2 separate regions of the Sus scrofa genome follow, and region 2 is linked to region 1. Evidence: chromatin contacts called from public Hi-C data. All regions are on one chromosome and are shown on one strand. Each heading gives the region's core, a stretch centred on a gene start, on an enhancer-like site or on the middle of the called end of the contact. The rest is flanking DNA. Distances are from core to core; before and after follow the strand shown. Region 1 overlaps PDE3B (cGMP-inhibited 3',5'-cyclic phosphodiesterase B). Region 2 overlaps LOC106507279 (a long non-coding RNA gene).

Region 1 (7,111 bases), core at 2,623-5,122:
TGCATTGAATCCATAGATTGCTTTGAGTAATGTTGACATCTTAATAATAGTAAGCCCTACAGTTCATTAACATCGGATGTCTATCTGTATTTTGATTCTTTTTTTTCAGCGGTGTTTACATGTCTTCTACCCCTTTGGTTAAGTTTATTCTTAAGTATTCTTTTTGATGCTATTGTGTATGGGATTGTTTCTTAATTTCATTTTTGAATATTTCATTGTTAATGTTTAGAAATTTAACTGACTTATATGTATTGATTTTGTATCCTACAGCCTTCCTGAATCTGTGTATTCTAACCTTTCGTGTATGTGTGTGGAGTCTTTGGGGTCCTCGTTTAGTTAAAATTTTTAAAATTAATGTCATTTTTTAGAGCAGTTTAAAGTTCACAGCAGAATTGAGGGGAATTGATTTCTGTTATACAATTTGCCCGCACGTGGCCATGGCCTCTGCTCATATCAACAGCTCCCACCAGTAACATTTGTTAGGACTGATGAACCCACATTGATACAGCATAATCACCCAAAATCCATAGTTTACATCATGTTTCACTCTTGGTATTGTACATTTTTTGGGTTTAGATAAATGTATAATGACATATATTCATCATTGTGGAAAATACATAGAAAGTATTTTCACCACCCTAAAAAATCCTCTGTGCTCTGCATATTCATCCCTTACCCCTCTTGGGAGCCACAAAGCTTCTTACTTTCTCCATGGTTCTGCCTTTTCCAGAATGTCATGTAAGTGAAATCATAGAGTAGTCATTTAGTTTTTTTAATCTGAATTAATGCTATGTATGTGGCCTTAGAAACCTCAAGTGAAAAATGTAAAGTGGTCTGAGGTGATTCTTAGAAGTACATTCAAATTCTCTAAGGCCTCAAATCCCCACAGATAAAATTCCAAGGAAATTGAGCAGTGCATAGTCAGAAATCCACAAAACTTGCAAGGAAACAAGGCACTATGAATAAGAACCTGCAGAAAAAAGTATGCAGAGAAAGAAACACCCACAAAGGCTTCAGAGCTTGGAGATGTTATACATCAGATATTTAAAATATGTTTAATTTGCTTAAATAAATGAAATAGAAGCTTGCAGAAATGATTGAGGAATAAAGGACTAAAAGAATAATCATGCAGATTTGAAAGAGAACTTCTAAAGATGAAAAATAACCACAAATTAAAACCTGATGCACGTATTAAATAGCAGTTGAGAGACAGGATATGCAAACCAGAAGATAGATTCAAAGAAATTGTCGTTACTAACAGTGCCTCATTTGTTCATGAGGGAAGAACAAGCCAGAACTAAATTGTCCACAATGTTTTGCAGAGAGAAAAAGAGGTGGAAATTAAGAAAGAGGGATCAAGAAAAGTTGGATAATAGGAGTTCCCATCATGGCTCAGTGGTTAACGAATCCGACTAGGAACCATGAGGTTGCAGGTTCGGTCCCTGACCTTGCTCAGTGGGTTAACGATCCGGCGTTGCCGTGAGCTGTGGTGAAGGTTGCAGACGCGGCTCAGATCCCAAGTTGCTGTGGCTCTGGCGTAGACTGGCGGCTAAAGCGCGGATTAGACCCCTAGCCTGGGAACCTCCACATGCTGCGGGAGCCACCCTAGAAAAGGCAAAAAGACAAACAAAACAAAACAAAAGACAAAAAAAGCTTAGATAATAAAGGAAAAAGTTTAATGTGAATTTAATTGAAGTTCCAAAAGATGATCATAAAAGGGAGAAGAGACAATATTTGAGGAGATAATGGCTGTAAAATAGAACTTTATAGAGCTGATGAAAAATACCAACCAATATCCAGAAAGCCCAAGTGGAGTAAAGAAAAAGAAATCCACTCTTAGTTTCTATCATTGAAAAATTCAGAACACCCACAGTGGAGAGAAGTACTGAAAGAAGGCAGAGAGAAAAGAGAAGTTATTTACCCAAAAAATGAATGGCAATTATATTGAAAAGTGACTTATTAATAGTAAGAGTGCCAGAAAACAGTAGACTGTCATTGGTCATGTGCTGAGGGAAAATAACTGTCAAAGTAGAAACCAAAGCTAAGCAAAACTGTCTTTCTAGAAAGGGAACGTATTAAAACCATTTCAGACCAGGAAAAACAGTTTCTACAAGCAAAAATATGTATACTTCAGGCAGAAGGAAGAACTGAAATCAAAAATGAATGCTGATAGTAAAATACAGGTTAAAATTAAGTAACCTTGATGTTCTGAAACATTACTAACAGTGCCTCATTTGTTCATGAGGGAAGAACAAGCCAGAACTAAAACTAGAAAAAAATAGCCTTTACCGTGGAAGAAAAAATAGTGAGATGGAGTGAGGATCTTTTCTCTCTAGTGAGAATGGTGGAGTGGGGAGACAGAAAGGTATGACTATTTTTATATGAAGAAAGAGAGGTCTAAAGATATTTTAGGTCTGAGTGTCTGAAAGGTTAGTGGTGTCATTAGTTAACATAGGGAATATGGGGAAAGGACCTGGTTTGGGAGAAATGACAAAGAGCTTGGTGTTATTGATTAATGCACATTTTCTCACGTGTATGCTTGTTGTCTCTAAGTGCGATGTGACTTCCTGAGAACAGGGGTCAAACATTTCTGTTTCGTATTTCTCATAGTGCATTTTGGAGTTGACAGTGGTTATCTATTGTTGTGTTTACTCTGTCATTTTTCATAATAGTTCTGCGTTGCCCTTGAATGAAGGAAAGAGCTCTAGGTGGAGATGGTTCCAATTCCCTCCTGTCTTTGGTGTTCTCCTTAACAATAAGCTGTGTTGCACAATTGTGAAGCCAGACTGCTTCAGAGTTTAAATGGCATCTCTGCCACTGACAAGATACTGGGCAAGTTGTTTAACTTCTCTGTACCTCAGTTTTCCCAGGTGTAAACTGGGGTTAATAATAGTATCTATTTGAGTTCCCGCCCAGACACAGCGGAAATGAATCCGACTAGGAACTGTGAGGTTGCAAGTTTGATTCCTGGCCTTGCTCAGTGGGTTAAGGATCCGCGTTGCCGTGAGCTGACTCAGCTCGGATCTGGCGTTGCTGAGGCTGTGGCGTAGGCCGGCAGCTGTAGCTCCGATACGACCTCTAGCCTGCGAACCACCATGTGCTGCTAGTACAGCCCTAAAAAGCAATAATAATAATAATAATAATAATAATAGTAATAATAATAATAGCATCTGTTTCACTGATGTGAGGCATTGTGAGGATTAAATGAGTTGATAACTTGTTAAATTCTTAAAACAGATCCTGGCACCTGACAGGTTGTCATGCAAGGTTAGTGTTTGTTGTTACTAATAGTTCAGACTTTCATCTTTGAATTGCTTGGTGCTTTATGCCAAATTACTCTAAAATCAATGGTAAAGCTAATTGCAATTTAGATCTTTCAAGCAATTCTTTTTTGGGAAGGTGGGGGTATGTCCACTGCATGCTGAAGTTTCTGGGCCAGGGAATCAAACCTGTACCAGAGCAGTGACAATGCCAGATCTTTAACCTGCTGAGCCACCAGGCAACTCCAAGCAATCCCTTTTTATTGTTCTGATACTTCTCTTACAATCTGTATTAAGTAAAAAATGTGTGCATGAGAGATTTTATGGGGGAAATTCTTTCATCAGTTGTTCGGTATTAGGACAACAAAGAAAAGATGCAACTGATGATTTCAAAAGCGATTAAAAGAGCTAATTGGAGTACTTAATCTTTTGAAGTTTCAGTGTTAAAGATTAAGAACCTTTGGTCTACCAGACGACGAATTCGTCAACTATTGCAACTATAACTTTCTGTCCCTTAAACTTTTGTTCCAGTTTTTCACTTTGGAAGTACCCTGGAACTTCAAACAAATGGCCTCACTCGTAAGTCTTGCTTCATAGTTCACTGTCTGCTAAGCATGTTGACAGTTTTATGGAGCCTAACCCCAGGGCTGATAAGAGGGAGACAAGAGATGAGGAAACAGAAGGCTAGGAACGCTATGTAAAAAAGTGATTTCTCCTACCCTCCAGTCACCATTAGGCACCAAGCTTTACTGCTTCTTTAATTTAACGCTTAGTTCCATTTTTTAGATAAAGTTCCCTGAAGACCTTTCACTACTTAAGTGATGATGCTTTAAAGCAGACGAAAATAATTATGGATGTGAATTTTTATAAATATGTGGGAAAATATCTTTCCTTAGAAGTTAAATACCTATGTATGCCTTAGTAAACACCAATATTTATTATTTTACAAGTCATTTTTCTTTTGTTGTAAATTAGGCACCATGTAGAATTAGCTTTGCTCTCTGAAAATTCACTCCTTCAGCAAACATTGCTAGGGTGAATGTTCTGCTAGGAACTAGAGGGCTATGAAGAAGAATTATGTATGGATATTATACCCAGGAGTTTAGTATAAGATAAAAGTGAAGATTTTGTTTTAAATAAGAAGACATTATAATATTGTAGCACCTAAGAGGGCTCAATAAATAACACCCACATTTTTCCCCAAATTTTGAACAAACTGAGAAAAGAATGATAGATGAGTATCAGAATACCACCTTTATTCCTGGTAAAGCTCATGTTGCAGCACATGGCTTATATATGCAGGCTGTTTTACTTTCTAATATGAAGCCCAGAGTTAAATAGACATACCTGGTCACAGACAGGACAGGGCCAGGAACATCTTCCCTATTTGCTAGGAAAGCCTATTTGTGGAGGAGCACTGGAGAACTTCCAGCTGGCAGATAGGCTCCCAAGAGCAAAAGGCAACAGGTAGAATTATGGTATGTAATTCTTTAGTCTAAACTTACCAATCATGTACTATTATTCCCCTTCTAGGAGAAAAATAGTGAGGGGATAAAGAGAGGCCAGGAGTTTTAGGGAAAATTCCAACTTATGGAAACAGTAGGGTTGAGGAAAAGGCATTGCCTTTCAACATGAAAATGGAGGTCCTTGGTAATCTTAACACGTTTTATGCAACAAGTATTTTATTTTATTTTATTTTATTTGGCTGCACCTGTGGCATGTGGAACTTCTTGGGGCCAGAGTTCACACCAGTGCCACAGTAGCAACCTGAGCCGCTGCAGTGACGATTCCGGATCTTAACCTGCTGCACCATAGGGAACTCCTACAACAAGCATTTTAAATTTTGTATGTCCTCGGTTTTGCTACTGTAGTTTTGACATAGTTGTATGGAGCACTGAATTTTAAAACTGAGGCTGGATTCTGCCTTTGTTCATTTCTTACTTCTCTTGACAATATTGAGTCACTTCCTTCTCAGTGTGCATCTACTATTGCTCTTTATACTCAATATATTTGTATTGACAGGTCTTTCGTACTTCCTTATTTTGTGTTCTTTAAATGCAAGGACAGTTTCTTATTTATGCATCCCCTTTGCTTGGCATATACCAAATAGTTTCTTGAATTGAATTATTGCACTAAATACTATTCTTTTTTAGCACTTAACATGGCATTTTTTCCTCATTGCTACCTAATACTCATAATTCCATCATTGAAAATAATGCAAGGTGGAGGATACCTAAAGAATATGTTATTGAAATCAGAGAACCCAACAGTAATCTTCTCCAGTAGAGGAAGATTGCTTTAGGTGAATAATAGCGTTTATAGAGGAAGTTTAGGTGAATATTCAAAGTTGGGAGAATGGAGACTAATGCAGGTCCTTGTGGGTAGGAATTCCCTCTTTGAAAGAAAAAAGAAGCTTCCTGTTGTGCATCAGTGGTTAACGAATCCAACTAGCATTCGGGAGGATGCAGGTTTGATCCCCGGCCTCACTCAGTGGGTTAAGAATCTGGCAGTGCTGTGAGCTGTGGTGTAGGTTGCAGATGCAGCTCGGATCCCATCTTGCTGTGGCTGTGGCGTAGGGCTCCGATTTGGCCCCTAGCCTGGGAACCTCTATATGCTGAGGGTGTGGCCCTAAAAAGACAAAAGACAAAAAAAAAAAAAAAAAAAAAAAAAGAGAGAGAGAGAGAGACAGATGGCATATAACAATTTGAGATGACATTGTGGTAGTTTAGTAGTATTCTAAATAACTTTGATGTTACTTTTTCAGATATGGCTTATTAAAACATGCTTAGATTTGGTTAAAAATTCCTAGGTGTTGGAATGATTTTCAATTAACCAATGTTGATAGAATGAATAATTTCAGTGCTAAGATGCTTTTTAAAAAATTTCTAGGGAGGAGTTCCTGTCATGGTGCAGTGGTTAACAAATCCAGCTAGGAACCATGAGGTTGCAGGTTCGATCCCTGGCCTTGCTCAGTGGGTTAAGGATCCAGCATTGCTGTGAGCTGTGGTGTAGGTTGCAGATAGGGCTTGGATCCTGAGCTGCTGTGGCTGTGGCATAGGCTGGCAGCGATGGCTCCGATTTGGCCCCTAGCCTGGGAACCTCCATATGCCACAGGAGCACCCTAGAAAAGGCAAAAAGTCAAAAAAAAAAAAAACATTTCTAGGGAGAACTTTGCATTCTTAATACAGATCTGCTAATTTTTATAGTTTGCCAGGTAGGAAGATGGTAGTAAATTATTAGTCATAATTTACATAGCAAACTCCAGAAGTGTGATTATGTTAAATTAAGTATTTTTTTTCAGGTAACTAAGTTTATCTTTTTACAAATAATACCATTTTAATTTAAATACATTTAAAAAAAAAATACAGAGTTCTCGTCGTGGCTCAGTGGTAATGAATCCAACTAGGAACCATGAGGTTGTGAGTTCGATCCCTGGCCTTGCTCAGTGGGATAAAGGGTCCAGTGTTGCTGTGGGCTGTGGTATAGGTTGCAGACTCGGCTTGGATCTGGCGTGGCTGTGGCTGTAGCTCTGATTAGACCCTTAACCTGGAACCTCCATATGCCGCAGGTGCGGCCCTAGAAAAGACAAAAAGATAAAAAAAAAAAAATTCATGTTTACTCCTGTTTCTGCTTACTGAATTGATCTTGATGAAAAGAGTTATTTCCCTGATAAGGAAGCATTGTCTTTTTAAGCACTGTTTCTTTGCGTCATGCCCTAAGAGCCTTATAAATTGTCCTTGCCATGTACTAAGTGATCTCAGACTTGGTATTTTGAATTTTTGCCTGCTCTTTAATAGTTATTTTGCTTGCTTCTTGCTGTTAGCTCTTATTTCTTAGTTATCAATCTTTAA
Region 2 (7,111 bases), core at 3,424-5,923, 130 kb before region 1:
CACGGTGGGAACTCCTGTTTAGCACATTTGAGTAATCATTTGGTCTGGAAATTATTTCATCCTTTATTTTAAAAAAAGCCTTTTAATTTTCAGAAATAAATAAAATCTTGTTGAGGAGTTCACTGTGGCTCAGTGGGTTGACGATCCAGCATTGTCACTGCTGCAGCTCAGGTTATTGCTATGGTGAGGGTTCAATCCCTGGCCTGGGAACTTCCACATGCCGCAGGCAAGGCCAAAAGGAAAAAAATAAAAGTAAAATGAACTCTTAGTACCCTAGCAAAATAAAATGTATTCTGGTCTCATTTTCTTACAAATAACCCTGAGATTGTTTGGAAAACCACTTTCTATATTAAAAACAGGCATTTCTTCCTTTAATGGGTCAAAGCCAGCAATTTTTTTTAAGTGTCAAAATGGCTTCAGAGTTTCTTTTCCTTTGGCCTGTTGCTGAGGTGGCAAGGGTAACCATTGAGAAATAAAAGAACAGAGACATTTTAGGATCGAAAGAATATTCTTATAAATTAGGCAACATTTTTCATTTGTTGCATTTCTTTTTCTTTCCTCACAACAAGATGGGAAAATTCAAATTATTCTACCAGGAGGTTAATAATTCCTTAGATGTTCTAAGTGACGTGCCCTTTGAAATCAGTGTTTTCTAGAATTGAAGTCCAAAGTTACATGCGCAATTCCTTTTTCTGCTGCTAGGTGGCAATTAACACCTTGGAGAGAAATAAAATCACCTCACCACCACCCCTGTCCCCAACCAGAAAGAAACGTGCATTTTCTCTTCCTTAAGGTAAGCATTCTCTTAAGGAATTATCCCTTTCCTGCTTTGTTTTGTTTGAATGAATTTACATTCACTTTTTCCTTTAATTGTTAAGGATAACACACTACAAGTTCAACACAGGCTGCTATAGCTAGGGAAGAATAGATCATATCTCTTAAAGAGGGTGGTTTCCAGAGTGTATGTTCATGAGTGATATAGAGTAGGAAGTTGCTATAATTTCCCTGCAGCATTTTGTTTTTCTTTTTCTTTTCTTTTTTTTTTTTTTTTTTTTTTTTGTCTTTTTAGGGCCACACCCAAGGCATATGGAGGTTCCCAGGACAGGGGTCCAATCGGAGCTGTAGCTGTCAGCCTACACCACAGCCACAGCCACAGCCACAGGGGATCCTAGCTGCATCTGTGATCTACACCACAGCTCAGGGCAATGCCAGATCCTTAACCCCCTGAGAGAGGTCAAGGATTGAACCTGCGTCCTCATGGATGCTAGTCGGGTTTGTTAACCACTGAGCCACGACGGGAACTCCAGCATTTTGTTTTCCTCAATTTTAGTAAAGAAAAATTTCCTGTGAAAGGAATTACAACTGGCCCACGTAGCATTATGCCAAATGTAATATAATTAAATATAAAACAAAAATGGAGAAAGAAAATAATTTTAAATTCAATGTGGTAAACTTGCCTTTCCAAGTGGACTATTGGAAAAACAATGAAATAATTCTTCATAAGAGTCACAAAGTGGTGCTGTACAAAAATATGTATATTTTTTTGAATAACCTACCCAGATTTATCTATTCCTAGCAAAATTATTTAAAGACTACACATATATTTACAAGTCAAGTGAATCTGATCTACATCCTTTTAAAAATATGTTTAATCGTGGACATTGCTTTTCATGACCTTCTTTCCCAAAAGAGTATATGTAGTGGGTGTTTGTTTTATATAAAATTCAAAATATCAAATCCCTGTTCAAAGAAGACTTCTCAGTTTGGGTCTTAAACTGAAAAGACTCTTCCCCAGGCTGAACTTAATGAAGCCTAACACCAAAAAGAAAAGCTGCTTCTGGCATTCTAGGCCTTCCGCACATCCAGATGGCCTGTCTGTAGCTTAGCCAGAACCAAACCCTTCCTGCTGCTGGCCTTGGATGACAGCCCCAGGCTACACCAGCTTCCATACTCTTTTAACTCTTCAGTGTCCAAGGTTTTTAAGAGGAGATGGATCTTTCACTGTGAATTTGGCTGAAAGGGTAAATCAAGTTTTAAACTTGAAGTTTAGTTTATAAAATTTTTATCCACATCCCCTTCCTCCACCCCTCCCATAGACTCCCTCCCACAGTAGCTCAGTCAGCCAATTGGCATCAGAGGGGCACCGTTTTGGAAGGGAGTGTGTGTGGGCAGCCTGCAGGTGAGGACAGGGCTGCCAAGGCAGACCATGCGGTTTGTCCTGTGCCTACACCCAATACCTGACTTGTGCCTTTCCAGAGCATTTGTATACACACAGCAGTCCTGCTGTTTAGGGTGTGGGTAATTTCAAAAAGTATTTTTTTAAAATAACTCGTTCACAAAACTTAAGTTCAGCAAATAAGAGTACATAAATGGGAGATATAAAATGACCATGCATGAATTTAAGTGAGATCTTTGAAGTAGCTGTGCCAGAAAAACAAAACCTACTCTGTTTTTTAAAAGTATCCTTGGAAATCTTACTAGTGGCAGCCATTGTTTTCAACTTGGATTTTCAAAGGTTTGTTTATATGTAGGAATTTCACCAGAAGGTAATACACAAAGCAAACTTCACGCTCTAAGGCAGAATTTCCCTATGGATTTGTTCTTCTCCACATAGAGAGGTGTTATTAACTTATAGTAGGAGTGCTTCTCAGTTGATCAGAATAGATATTTTCAGATGAAAGCCCACATATTTTTTTTCTTTGCTTTTTAGGGCCGCACCTGTGGCATATGGAAGTCCCCAGGCTAGAGGTCAAATTGGAGCCACAACTGCTGGCCTACGCCACAGCCACAGCCACAGCCACAGCAACACCAGATCATTTAACCCACTGTGTAAGGCCAGGGATCGAACCCATATCTTCATGGATACTAGTTCAGTTCGTTTCCGCTGAGCCACAATGGGAACACCTCCTTGTTTTTGAATCTTGTTTCTTAGTTCTGTGTTCACTGTAATTTATTATTATTATTATTATTATTATTATTATTATTATGCCTGTTGCCAAGCTATTCCACTTTCCACAGAGTTGATTAGAGATTGAGAAACCCAGACCAACATAAAGTCCTGGTTTCCAGGTCAGACTACATGAACATAGATTGAAAAAAAGAAAAAAAACAGCAAAAGTGCTAACTTTTCCAACAGTCTTAAAGAAAACAAGATGAACAAAAATTCCAAGAAGGAGCCTAGAGCGTAGAGAATGAAATTTAAAAACGGGAACCCACAGAAGAAAGAATGGAAGGATAAAAAAACTGTCTCGTACTGAGATGAAAATAAAGTATATAAAAGAGAAAATAAAAATAGATTGTATATATCTATTGCTTTGCAGTGTTTGGCCTGGGGTGTTGGGTAGCTGCTCCAAGCAGCAGAACCTCTCAACAACTGACATAAAAGGGCACCCAGGCACCTGCTTCCCATTTGTGGCTTCAGAACTGAAACCCCTCCCTTGACCCTCTCCATCCACCTAGCTCTGTTCAGATCTTCACTCCCCTGGCTTCAGCTTTACTGCTTGCTTCTCAGCATTTGCCTGGCTCTCAAATGCACAAGGTTGTCTTCTGGGCCGTGAACTTGTCTCTTTGCAACTTAGATGATGAAAACTGGGACTCATCATCCAGCTATATTTTCTCAGGCCACTTTGGGCAATATTTTCCCCTATTGGACCTAGTCCTCAAGATTCTTCCTTCTGTAAAAAGCACAATGAACTAAACAGACATTTGGGAAAGATTTAGCCTCAGGGGAGATAAAATATCACTTCTGCTTCAATGCACATTTCCAGAAAATAGGCTGAGATCATCTAAATGCAGAAGGTGCAAAATGATCCATCATAAATGTCTATTTTTTCAGTTTTACATATACCATGTTACTAATAACTGTTGGATTTCAGTGGGATTTTCACAGAATGATAAAATACTACTTCCACCAGAAAGTAAATGTGAGGAAAAAATTCATGAAAGAAAAAAAGGAACTAACATATAGGGTTAAATGTCAACTTTTCCTCTTAAAAATCTGAAGAAAAGTCCAATTAAAGGAAAATATAGTTTTAGAATAAGTCATCTAATGTTGATTTAATGCTTTTTTTTTAATGTGCATTTTATTTGTGAGAAAAGAATTTTACTTCTGCTTTCATTCTGAGGAGGGGGACAAAAACTCGGGTGCATCATTCCTGTGTCCTAGTCAGAAGAAAATTGTTGGTATGAGAAATGTTAAAAAACTATTAAAAATAGTAATTTTCTGGAGTTCCCGTCGTGGCGCAGTGGTTGACGAATCCGACTAGGAACCATGAGGTTGCGGGTTCGGTCCCTGCCCTTGCTCAGCGGGTTTATGATCCGGCATTGCCGTGAGCTGTGGTGTAGGTCGCAGACACGGCTCGGATCCCGCGTTGCTGTGGCTCTGGCGTAGGCCGGTGGCTACAGCTCCGATTCGACCCTAGCCTGGGAATCTCCATATGCCGCGGGAGCGGCCCAAGAAATAGCAACAACAACAACAACAAAAGACAAAAAGACAAAAAAAAAAAAAAAAGTAATTTTCTTCCCTAATTAGACTGTGGTGTTTTTCACTACTTTCCCCACTTCACCGTGAGAGTATGTATAAAAAAAGGCATCCTTGCATACAACCCTTTGACCAGATTTCACAACTCCTGTTCTATGCTAATAAGAAATCTTTACTTAGTTTCAGTCTTTCCAAATAAGCTGAAATTTTGGACACAGCAAATACCAGCTTAGTCCTCTCTATCCTCTGGTCCTTGACCCCTGGCTAAAACCTGGCTTGGTCTGTTCCTTTAAAAAGGTGAAGCTAGACCCTGTTTTTCCAGAGCACTTTTATCTTAATGCAGGGCCACACAAAACTGTGGGGAGCTCCACTCAGGCCCAGGGGGAAGATAGACTGGCTGCCATCCAGTTTAGCTGGCTCAAGAGAGGTCAGTTTCCTTGTCCTCTCAATAGACTGTCCCTTCTGTGCTGACCTTTAACTAACTGGCAGGGCTCTCAAGCTCTGACACTGCTTCCTCTCTGCCCACACTCTTCTTCCCCACATGTACGTCCTTCTTAAAAGAGGGAAGAGCCTGAGAAGAAGGTGCTGGGAAGAGGAAAAGTGAAGTCCTGACTTTCAAACCCCTAAGGGTTTTCCCCCTTCTTGATTCATTTAAAAGTATATCAAGACAAAGCATGCAAAATTTGCAAAAACATTGAGAATTTAGTGTGGTCTATGCCTCAGGGTAGATAGCTTACAAATCTCAGGAGAATATTCTAGCTCTTCTATAAATATCTCATTGTTTATTTGTTGATTTTTATGGCCTTGCCCCTGATGTGCAGAAGTTCCCTGGGCCAGGGATTGAACCTGCACCACAGCAATGACCCGAGCCACAGCAATGACAATGCTAGATCCTTAACCCACTAAGTCACCAGGGAACCCATCTCGTAGTCTTTTTTTTTTTTTTTTTGCTTTTCAGGGCTGCACTTGTAGTATATGGAAGTTCCCAGACTAGGGGTCAAATCAGTGCTGCAGCTGCTGGCCTACACACAGTCCCAGCAATGCCAGATCCGAGCCACGTCTGCAACCTATACCACAGCTCATGGCAGCACCTTAACCCACTGAGTGAGGCCGGAGATCGAACCTACATCCTCATGGATCCTAGTCAGGTTTGTTAACCACTGAGCTGTGGAGTGAACTCCTCTCATAGTCTTTGTAATGGAACTTTTTGCAAACAGTTTGCTTTCTTTTTATAATTAGTGTGATCAGTAGTTTCATTGTGTAGAAATAGATTCCAAGAAAAATTACAATGCCTATAAACAGTGATCAAATCGCTTAAAGATGCTAAAGACATTAAAAATGCAAATGATCTGGAGGTTAAGCATCCAGAATTGTCACTGCTGTGGCTGTGGTTACAGCTGTGGTGAGAATTCAGTCCCTGGCCTGGGAATTTCCACATGCCACAGGTGGGACTAAAAGAAATAGAAAAAAATGGAAATGATTTATCTCTTAATCATTTAATTAATTTTGAAAGCGAGCCAACCAACATATACTTAAAAACCCTCTGTACCATGCTTAAAATTTTTTTTAAAAGTAAAGAATATGCAGTAACAATTGTAAAATTTCGAAGTGTATTTAGGAGTTCTCTTGTGGCACAGCAGGTTAAGGATCTGGTGTTATCACTGCAGTGGCTTGGTTGCTGCTATGGCACAGGTTTGAATCCTGGCCTGGGAACTTCCACACGCTGTGGGCATGGCCAAATAAAAGAAAATAGTACCTTTACAATTATAAAAACAAAGATTTGATTGTATTTTCCTGATTTTTTGTCCCTTTTAGTGATGGTGCCTCAGTGGCATGTATGGCATCTCTCCTCCTGCTAACTTGGTACCAAAGAAACCCTCCCTCATTTGAGGGTATTTAGAACCCTTTCCTCTAGCCCATTCTATTTACCCTCCAAAAGCTGGCATTCAGCTGAAACCAGAGGGGAAAAAAGTCTTTTCTCAGTTTACTGGCAGCGTGTTGAAGGCAATTGACCACTTTTCAGTAGAAAACATTTCCTTCCCCTATTATGTCACCTCTGCCCCTTAAAACACTTTACAGAGCTCTGGCTGAGCCCTCTCATGATTGCCAGACAGTGGCTTCCTTTAAAAAAACTTAGAAGCAGCTGGTGTCATACATAGACATTTTCTTTAAAGAAGAATTATTGGAGTTCCCGTCATGGCACAGTGGAAACGAATCTGACTAAGAACTATGAGGTTGCAGGTTTGATCCCTGGCCTTGCTTGGTGGGTTAAGGATCTAGCGTTGCTGTGAGCTGTCATGTAGGTGGCAGATGTGGCTTGGATCCAGCATTGCTGTGGCTATGGTATAGGCCGACAGCTGTAGCTCCGATTAGACTCTTAGCCTGGAAACCTCCATATGCCATGGGTGTGGCCCTAAAAAGCAAAAAAAAAAAGAATGATTGATCCCCACCCATAATGTATGCACAGTAAAGAGCATCATAGAACTGGAAAAGAGCTTCCCAATTCAATCCTACCCATGAATTTTACTGTACCATGGACCACCTTGTCAGTCTGGTGAAGCTTGTAAATTCCTTCTCAGAATAATGCTTTTAAGAGCATAAAATAAAGTACTTGAGGCTGGATACCTTCCT

What was found. Hi-C and Micro-C count contacts between places; a contact is called where the count stands out from the background.
Region 2: a Hi-C map of liver shows a contact between it and region 1, with 5 times the contacts expected there. The contact joins two enhancer-like sites. A contact is called at or near these places in 1 of 5 promoter capture datasets (liver), 4 of 47 Hi-C or Micro-C datasets (blood and liver) and 1 of 2 datasets of contacts at active chromatin or transcription factors (alveolar macrophages).

What each region holds. Positions count from the first base shown.
Region 1 is chr2:44,591,797-44,598,907 of Sscrofa11.1, reverse strand. The region is part of intron 1 of PDE3B (cGMP-inhibited 3',5'-cyclic phosphodiesterase B); the gene reads left to right. Among named protein-coding and RNA genes, the nearest start is that of PDE3B, 19 kb to the left of the region's middle. Within about 2 kb of position 3,872, at least 3 of the 83 cell types and tissues checked have an H3K27ac peak or open chromatin away from gene starts, as enhancers often do. A contact at or near this core is called in liver, where this site is marked.
Region 2 is chr2:44,719,808-44,726,918 of Sscrofa11.1, reverse strand. It overlaps LOC106507279 (a long non-coding RNA gene), which reads left to right. Exons shown (of 7, transcript XR_001303160.2): 3 at 703-793. Among named protein-coding and RNA genes, the nearest start is that of PSMA1, 17 kb to the left of the region's middle. Within about 2 kb of position 4,673, at least 19 of the 83 cell types and tissues checked have an H3K27ac peak or open chromatin away from gene starts, as enhancers often do. A contact at or near this core is called in liver, where this site is marked.